Regions from separate parts of the Mus musculus genome. Here region 2 is linked to region 1. A link is a contact called in public promoter capture Hi-C data. All regions are on one chromosome and are shown on one strand. The core of a region is the stretch at or near the end of the contact, and the rest is flanking DNA. Distances in the headings are between cores, read along the strand shown.

Region 1 (4,188 bases), core at 301-2,800:
ATATACATTATGTATATATCATATACTTACTGGTGCCCACAGAGGCCAAGAGAGTGTCAGATTCCCTGTGACTGGAGTTACAGGTGATTGTGATCTGCTGTGTGGGTTCTGTAAACTGAAACTGAGCCCTCTACAATAGTAGCTAGTGTTCTTAACAGCAGAGCCATCTCTCTAGCCCTATTAATTTAATTTAATTTACAATCTTCAGCATACCCAAAACCCCAAAAGAGAAATGAGAGAGAAAATAACATTAGAAAAAATGAAATAGAAAGTAATTAAAAGAAGTTGAGATGTATGCAACTGATATATAAGACAGAAGGAACACATGAAAAAGCAGCAACAATTCGTTTTTCCTGTCTTAAATCATGCTGTTGATTAAACTTTGTAGCTAAAGTCAGAGGTCAATAGAATGGGGGGGGGCACTAAATGTGTTCCAATTATGTTTTGTGTATAAATGAGTAACTTTAGATCAAAATACAACTTGGTTGCAAATGAAAGAATGGAAATATATATTTATGTAAATAGTAACCTTCCCCAAAGAACTAATTAACTATGGCCTCTATCAGACAGAGTAATGTTTAGGCAAAAAATAAAAATTATGAGGAGACAAAAAAGGATGTTTCATACTGATAAAAGGTGAATATCTCACCTATATGTTGTGATCTTGTAAATATATATATATATATATATATATATATATATATATATATATACACACATATATATTATATGTACATATACACACAAACAGCAATAACAACAACAACAACAGAACAGAACTCCAATGCATGAAGTGACAGTGGGTAGTATTAAAAGGAAGTAATATTAGGTGGATGTTTTGAATCTTTACTTTTTAGTAATGGCTAAAACTACTGGATAAACCATCACCAGGCAAATAGAAGCTTATAGAACACTATAAAACGATTAGCACCAACAGACAGAAACATAATTCCTCCCTAAAAAGCAGAATTCAATTCTCTATTGCACATGTAACAGTTCTCAAAATATCCCATATAGTCATCATAATGATAGTGACAACAGTGATGAACAGATGTCAGCTACCAGTCTCTGTTGATGTTTGACAACAAATAGAGCGATTGAAATTAACAGAGAAACTGATAAGTTACCATATATTCTTTTGTAAGTCCAAAGTAGCATACAGCGATGAACTCCGTAAAGCATTTCATTTATGTGCAGCTCACTAAACAACAAAATGAGCAAATGTTGATAGATGTCAGAGCCATGTTTGCTTCTTGAGAAGCAATACCAAGGAAAGGCATGGCGAGAGCTTTGAGAAACAAAATGGCAGGACCCTGGTTTGGAAATTTGGGAAATGCTTGTCCAAGTTCATTTGTACAGATTCATCAGCTGTATACATAAGGTTTGCTCATTTTCCAGTATACGATTTACCCTTTAAAAATTACTGCCTTAAAATGGAATTGCCATAAACTGTGTCTTAATCTTTTAATACTGTGAGAGAATGAAGGAGTTATGCTTTGGCTTCTTTCTTTATCATTCAGCAAACATCACTGTCTTTTTTTCCTGTGAAGGCTTAGTCATCCAACTGGAGGCAGACTGGAGATGAAGATAAAGATAGAGAAATGAGGAAGAAAGTCACTCCTAAATCGGTGAACTGAGCATAAACAAAGTTGACCAAGCTGGAATCACTGAGTCCACCCAGGGGGCTACGAATTGTGTTTCACTAGGTTCCACTCCAGATGCATGCTCTGGGGAGGATTCCGACTTTGACTTTGCTGATCTTCATCAATATTTTTGTGTCTGGTAAGTCTGACATTCTGAGAACTTTAGGAAATGAAATTGTTAACTTTGGTTAACTTTGGACTATGATAATCCTCCTGTCTCAGCCTCTCCTGATTCCTTGAATTATAGGCATTCACCTTTGTTTCAGGCTAGTAGGACCAATTTAACACTCTACCATTTACTTTTAAGTTGATTGTTAACAAGTTTTCTACAAATATTCCACTGAGGAGACTATTAGTTATTATCATGAATTTGAAGATTAGAGACTGCCTGAAAAATCCTGTACTAGATTTCTGGCTTGCTTCATCTTTACAGTTGACTTGAATTAGAGAGAGAGAGAGAGAGAGAGAGAGAGAGAGAGAGAGAGAGAGAGAGAGAGAGAGAGAGAGAGGGAGAGAGAGGGAGAGAGGGAGAGAGAGAGAGAAAGAGGGAGGGAGGGGGAGGGAGAGAGGGAGAGAGAGAGAGAGAGAGAGAGAGAGAGAGAGGGAGAGAGAGAATATCATCTGATCTATGGTAAAGTGGAGGCACTGAGCTTAGCTGGGAGGGAGCAGTCCTGTGCTGAAAGGGAAAGGGGGATACCATGGTCTGCATGTAGGCCAGTTTGTGCATTGCTGCCAGAGGCCAGAGAGTATGGAGTCTTTCTTAAAGCATTAGAAGTAATGCTTGTGGGAGGAGGGGGAAGCAGAATCTGAAATAACCCTTATAAGAACGGCTAAAGTGCTAGAGCTCTCTGCCTTAGCTCTGTCTCACCAGAACCATAGTTCCTAAGCAGACTGATCAATGTAAAAGCAAACTGACATTTCTTCAAGTACAAAAATACCAGCTATGTTCTTCTTCAAGATGTATAAATTTAGTTTGTCTGAGTTCAAGTTTATCATTAACAACCCATTTTCAACAATTAAGAAAAGCCTGAAAGACCTTTGCATGAAAGTAATTTAACCTCCACTTTCTGTTTTGTTTTAGAAACTATATATGTATTTACTGTGTGTATGTATTTCTGCATGTGTATTTGTATGTGTGTGTGTGAGTGTGTGTGTGAGTGTGTCTATGTGAATGCACCCCTGACACAGCATTTGTGCGTGGGTCAGAAGGCAATTATAGGAGTTGTTATCTTTTTCTATGTGGCCCACAGGGTTCAAAATCAGGTTCTCAGACTTTTCTACATGTGCCTTGGCTGTATTTCCTGCTGAGCCATCTTAATGGCCCCCTAACCTTCTTAAATGTAGATATTTGTTTTGTGATCCAGTACATAATGAACTTTGATAAATGTACCTAGGACACTTGAAAAAAATACCTATCTATTATGTACATTGGAACTGATTTTATAAATGTCTGTTTGGTCATTATAATTAATACCATTATTACTATATTCTGTTTATACTGATTTTTAGTGTTCTGATTGCTCTATTCATTTTTGAGGAAGCCGAGTTTAAATTCCCATCAATGATCATGAAACAGTCAACATGTCTCTTTAATTTAGTTGAATTTTGCTTCATGTAGTTTGAAGCTTCATTACTAGGTATATATTTAATCACAGCAATTAACATTGTAGAATTTTTAAAATTACTAGTGATATATTTTGTTTTTCTCTTAATGAAACTCTAGTTTCTTTCTTGCTCTTTCCTCTCTTCTCCTTCCTTCCACTCTCCCCTGGTCTATGCAGGTAATATTTTTGTCTCAATATTTTTTTCCCCAACTGTTTACTTTCTGGATTTTATTTTATTTTATTTTTTAAAATTTTTTAAATATATTTTTTATTATGTATTTTCCTCAATTACATTTCCAACGCTATCCCAAAAGTCCCCCATACCCTCCCCCCCACTCCCCTACACACCCATTCCCAATTTTTGGCCCTGGCGTTCCCCTGTACTGGGGCATATAAAGTTTGCGTGTCCAATGGGCCTCTCTTTCCAGTGATGGCCGACTAGGCCATCTTTTGATACATATGCAGCTAGAGTCAAGAGCTCCGGGGTACTGGTTAGTTCATAATGTTGTTGCACCTACATGGTTGCAGATCTCTTTAGCTCCTTGCTTACTTTCTCTAGCTCCTCCACTGGGGGCCCTGTGATCCATCCAATAGCTGAATGTGAGCATCCACTTCTGTGTTTGCTAGGACCCTGCCTAGTCTCACAAGAGACAGCTATATCAGGGTCCTTTCAGCCAAAGGTTGCTAGTGTATGCAATGGTGTCATCGTTTGGAGGCTAATTATGGGATGGATTCCTGGATATGGCAGTCTCTAGATGGTCCATCCTTTTGTCTCAGCTCCAAACTTTGTCTCTGTAACTCCTTCCATGGGTGATTGTTTCCAATTTTATGAAGGGGCAAAGTGTCCACACTTTGGTCTTCGTTCTTCTTCAGTTTCATGTGTTTTACAAATTGTCTCTTATATCTCGGGTATACTAAGTTTCTGGGCTAATATCCACTTA
Region 2 (4,685 bases), core at 2,045-4,544, 340 kb after region 1:
CAAGTAACTAGCTCCCTTTTACTCCTTTGCTAGGTGTTTTCTTTATGTGCATTTGTGCCAGTCACTGTTACACATTGTAGTAAACAGGGCATACATAATGGCCTCATGGAAGGTAATACCCTACGACTGTACGTTTTATTCAAGCTTGACCCAACTTACTTTTCCCACTAATAGTCCCTACTAAAACCACTATCAAAGTACTTGCAACTTGGACCAAAAAGATTTGAAATATCCAGTATTTTAACCAATTGCATATGTTTGTGTGTTTTGAATATTTCTTGACTCTATCACCTATATTCTGATAGCAGAGTCGGTTAGTCTTCATCACTTATGGCTTGACTTTCAATAATCTCCTATCTAACTAGCCTTCTTCCATTCTTCCAGTCTACTCTACTGACAAGCAGCTATAATCCTTCAAATGTTTATTTGCCCAGACCCTAGGCAGAACATCACCGATGGGTATATGAAGCCCTTGGCAATGTGTTCCTTCTCTCTCCAGCCAAATGCCCCTTTGTGATCCAACAACACTTTTAAAATGTTTTGCTCAATAATTCTCTCTCTCTCTCTTTGTTGGATTTTTTCAAGACAGGGTTTCTCTGTGTGTAGCCTTGGCTGTCCTGAAACTCGATCTGTAGCCCAGGGTGGCCTTGAATTCAGAGATCTGCCTGCCTCTGCCTCCCAAGTGCTGGGATTAAAGGTGTGAGCCACTATCACCTAATAACTCTTAACTACACGTTTTTCCCCAACTGTTTGTTCTTTTCCCTCTGTTCCTTTTTATAAGTTGCTGTCTTTGATTCCAATGCCCCACATCCCTGTTCTTCTGGCAAATCAACTGGCATCTAGATAGAAGTGGCCCTGCTTCCTATGTACTCTTTTTTCCTATGTACCAAACAAAAAGAGTACATAGGAAGCAGGGCCCACCATCCTCTCCCAGAGAGTACTTTTTCAGACTGTCTCTGCAGCTTGGACATAGTCTTTTTTATTCCATTTCTTTTAATAGACTTCTATAACATATTTACATGTTTATCTCTTCTAATAAACCAAGCTCTTAAGGATATCGTCTGTATGCACTATGAACTCTATGACTGTGACTAGGCCTCTGGTCTAGTGAGGAATTATCTCAATTAGATTAGCCTCTGAGCATGCCTGTAAGGGACTATGTAAATTAGCTTGAGGTAGGAAGAACCACCTTACCTTTGGGGAACAGCATTTCCTGGGCTAATATCTTAGACTAAATAAGAAAGTGAAAATGAGCTGGGTGTGACTTTTTAAAAAAAATTGAAAATATTTTTCCTGTAATATGTCAATGGATGGTAGAATTCTAGTTAGGTGGCAGAAGACTACAGTGGATGAAGTGTATTTAGCAGATCTGGGGAGTACATTTCAACTTTCTGGGATTATAGCTATCGTCAGTTTTGAGTTGCCATGTGGATGCTGGGAACTGAACCTACAGACTCGAGAAAACCAGCCAGTGTTCTTTGCTTCTGGGGTATCTCTTCTGCCCCAAGCATACTCTCTCTTCTTGCTTGATGCCTGTGGGTGCCATGTGAATAACTGCTACGAGAGCTTCCGCTACCATGACCTCTTTGCTTGGTGAACCCTACGCTCAGATAGTGAGCACAAAGAAACCCTTTCCTTAACCTGCTTTGGGCAAGTATTTTGTCAGAGCAATGAGGAAAGAAACTAATATGCTATTAAAACAGAGCCTAGGGCATGATATTAACTGAAGTCGAGACTTACATTCACAAGTAGGAGCCCAACTAGATAACTAAACAAATATATTGTATTTCCAAATAAGCTATAGTTGTATGTTTTACTAGAAATCCAGAAACACTTGTTGGGCATCTGGGTATAATCAGATGTTAGATACACTGTGCTTTACCTTGCACTTAAATGATCCAAATTTCATCCAGGGTTAAAAAAATGTTGCCAAGGAACACACAAGGTTAAAGTTTAAATTTTCAATACACTTTATCATGGACACAAAGCATAGTACTTTAAAAGGCATCACGTATAATTTATTCATAAGAACACCAGGCAAATGATTAAAAGCACCCCATACACATTTCCATTTTAACTCACCTTCATTGGCAGAGTATTTTACCAGTAAGATTCGACTTGAACTTAGAGTAATGAATATAATGCCTAGCAGGAATGTGTACAGCGTTGGTGGGCCTAACCCAGGGCGCCTGGAGCATTTTCTTTCCATTCCACGGGTTTTTAATTGCCTTAAGAAGATCACTTTCATGAGCAGCCCCGTCGGCAGACCTAAGGATTAAACACAATGCAAAGACTGAAGACTGTGAAGAATAGAAAAGGAAACCTGTAGAAGTCTGGCCACAACTACAGCAGACGGAAGACAGCCGAGGACAACAGAGAGGACTTAAAGGAAACAAACCATACTGCCAACATCTGATAGGAGAGGCAAGTCTCAAGACAGAGAGGGGATGGCCAGATTGGAAATAAGTTAGGAAATGTGTAACTGACAGTTTGGGACTGCAGAAAAGCAGTTTATTCGTATTAACTTTGGTCCACAAGGAATGAATTTTGGAATGGCCTTTCCTTTCAGAGCAGAAAAAGAGCTCACTGGGAACGATTCTTTTACAGAAGCGACCTCAGTGCAAATAGTTGAATCACAGCTAATGACTCTTAAGTGAACCAGGATGGGACCAGAAGGCTCATCTTGGGTCAGTGAGCCTAACTGGTCGGTCTTTCACGACAGATGGTCACGAAACTCCAGGCAGGGTAAATACTTGCCCAACGCGCACAGGTAGGATGGGAACATAGAGCCGTCAAGGGCCGCAGACACAGGCCCAAATCAGAGAGCAGGTGGGCACAAGCCAATGGACAGAAGGCCAATGGGTCAGCACTCCTCCCACCTCCACCAGGTTTCCCTCACTGTCAGGGAAACCCTCCCACACATGCGCAATAGGAATCGCGGGCGGCTCCCAAGCCCCTTAACACGCTCGAGCCACAACACTCAGCCCGCGAGGGCGCGGTTACCTCAGTCGCTCAGGGAAGGTTCTAGTGCAAGAACGGACATCATAGAGCCGACATAGTGACTGCCTAAGTTCGTAGTAGCAGCAGTAGGTTTTGAAGGCCCATTGGTGGGGAAACTATGAGCCGGGAGCAAAGGCGACAAAAAACAAAAAACAAAAACAAAAACAAACAAAAAACAATAAAAATCAACCCTTCTCACGCTGCCTTCCAGGGCTGGAATACAAAGCTAAGAGCCGCCCGCTAGGGAAGAGCAGCCTGAGCGGCCATTGCGCAGGCGCGCTCATTCCAGCGCTTCCGGGGGGCGGGCCGGAGGGAGCAGAGGCCGGCCGGTCCCGCCCCCGCGGGCCTCCTTTTGTCACGTGTCCTGGGAGAGTCGAGTCACGTGAGGCCTTAGGTGGCGGCGGGGCTGTTGGGAGAGTGTGAGAAGAGGAAGGGGAAGCCGGAAGGGGTGTTCAGTGGAGCTCCGGGGAAGAGAGACAGCTTGGAGAAGGCCGGGGGCTGCGCGCGCACCCGCCTCTCGCTCAGCCGGCTTGGGCCCTCTGCGGTGGCGGCCAGGTGACAGCTGGGCCGGGCCTCCGCGTGTCGCCGCCCCTCCCCCCCGGCCGGGCCGGTGCCGCTGCGAGGTTCGATGCCAGTCGGGCACGTCCGGGGCAGTTTTTGACTCCCCTGTGGCCCGGATTGCGACAGTCCCTCCGTGCCCTATCGCTGCTCCAGCCCCAGGATGCAGAATGTGATCAACACGGTGAAGGGAAAGGCTCTGGAAGTGGCCGAGTACCTGACCCCGGTCCTCAAGGTAAGCGGGGAGGGTCTGGCTTGCTCTGCCCTGGTTGCCCAAGTCCCGGTCCCCAGCGTGGACGGGGTGTAGAAGGTGGAGGGGCGAGTCGCGCGGCCGGGTGCTGCCTCTTGCCTTGGGCTCCTGGGCCAGTCCCAAGGCTTGCTGGCTTCCCCGCTTCCACTAGAGTGAAACTGGGTGCCTGCTGTCTCCACTGATCAGTGCCGCCTTGGAGTGCACGGCTAGGTGGTGCGGAGCAGAGGTACGAACGTTCTGACATCCATAGTCTTTTAAATAGGTAGACTGGGTTAACCTTTGAAAAGATGACAGCTTGGTGGCTAAACAGCATGCCACGTTTCCTTCCAAGTTTCATAGGAAGTTTTGCTTTTCGGGTGATCTAATTCCCAACTTGCTTAGGTTTCAGAGGAACATAGTAAACTGTGACATGTTAGTAACTCTGAGCCGAACTAGAGCGAAACTTGACGTTTCTCAAGCCTTTAAGGTAGCCGTAAGTGATTATTAATCTTGGACTTGAGTGATCCTACAGCAACAGTTCAGCACAGCCGATTGTATATTGTATAGATTGGAAACACTATTGACATTTTTAGGTGAAAGTTGTGATAGGTTAGCTGTTAGCACAGATTGGATTACTTGCTTTCAAAAGTAAAATTTCAGGGCTTCATTCAGAGCTTTCTTACACCTTCTAGGCTACATACGGTAACTTGATTTTGCTTTGTAAAAAGCAAGCAGTAAAAGAGAAACAGATAATTTTGCGTAGTTTTTGTTCTGTACTTAGCTTTCAGTTAGAATTTTACCAATCTTAGTGCAGGGGTGAAATCTGCTGATGGGCAGAGTAGGCTGTTCGATCTTTCCTTGGCAAGGGGGGAATGCTTTCCAATAATTATTACCAAAA

Evidence for each region. Promoter capture Hi-C pulls out the DNA fragments that hold promoters and counts their contacts.
Region 2: a contact with region 1 is called in a promoter capture Hi-C map of the HPC-7 cell line. The contact joins the promoter of Slc35a5 here to the promoter of Cd200r4 in region 1. A contact is called at or near these places in 5 of 39 promoter capture datasets (the HPC-7 cell line, cranial neural crest, hippocampal neurons and 2 more), 1 of 484 Hi-C or Micro-C datasets (bone marrow-derived macrophages), 4 of 115 datasets of contacts at active chromatin or transcription factors (bone marrow-derived macrophages, effector CD8 T cells, embryonic stem cells and 1 more) and 2 of 9 other capture datasets (adipose tissue and macrophages).

Annotation. Positions count from the first base shown.
Region 1 is chr16:44,819,178-44,823,365 of GRCm38.p6, forward strand. It overlaps Cd200r4 (CD200 receptor 4), which reads left to right and starts at 1,551. Exons shown (of 6, transcript NM_207244.2): 1 at 1,551-1,782. The coding sequence starts at 1,719.
Region 2 is chr16:45,155,379-45,160,063 of GRCm38.p6, forward strand. It overlaps Slc35a5 (solute carrier family 35, member A5), which reads right to left and starts at 3,295. Exons shown (of 7, transcript NM_028756.4): 1 at 3,004-3,295; 2 at 2,083-2,268. The coding sequence starts at 2,248. It overlaps Atg3 (autophagy related 3), which reads left to right and starts at 3,451. Exons shown (of 12, transcript NM_026402.3): 1 at 3,451-3,793. The coding sequence starts at 3,722.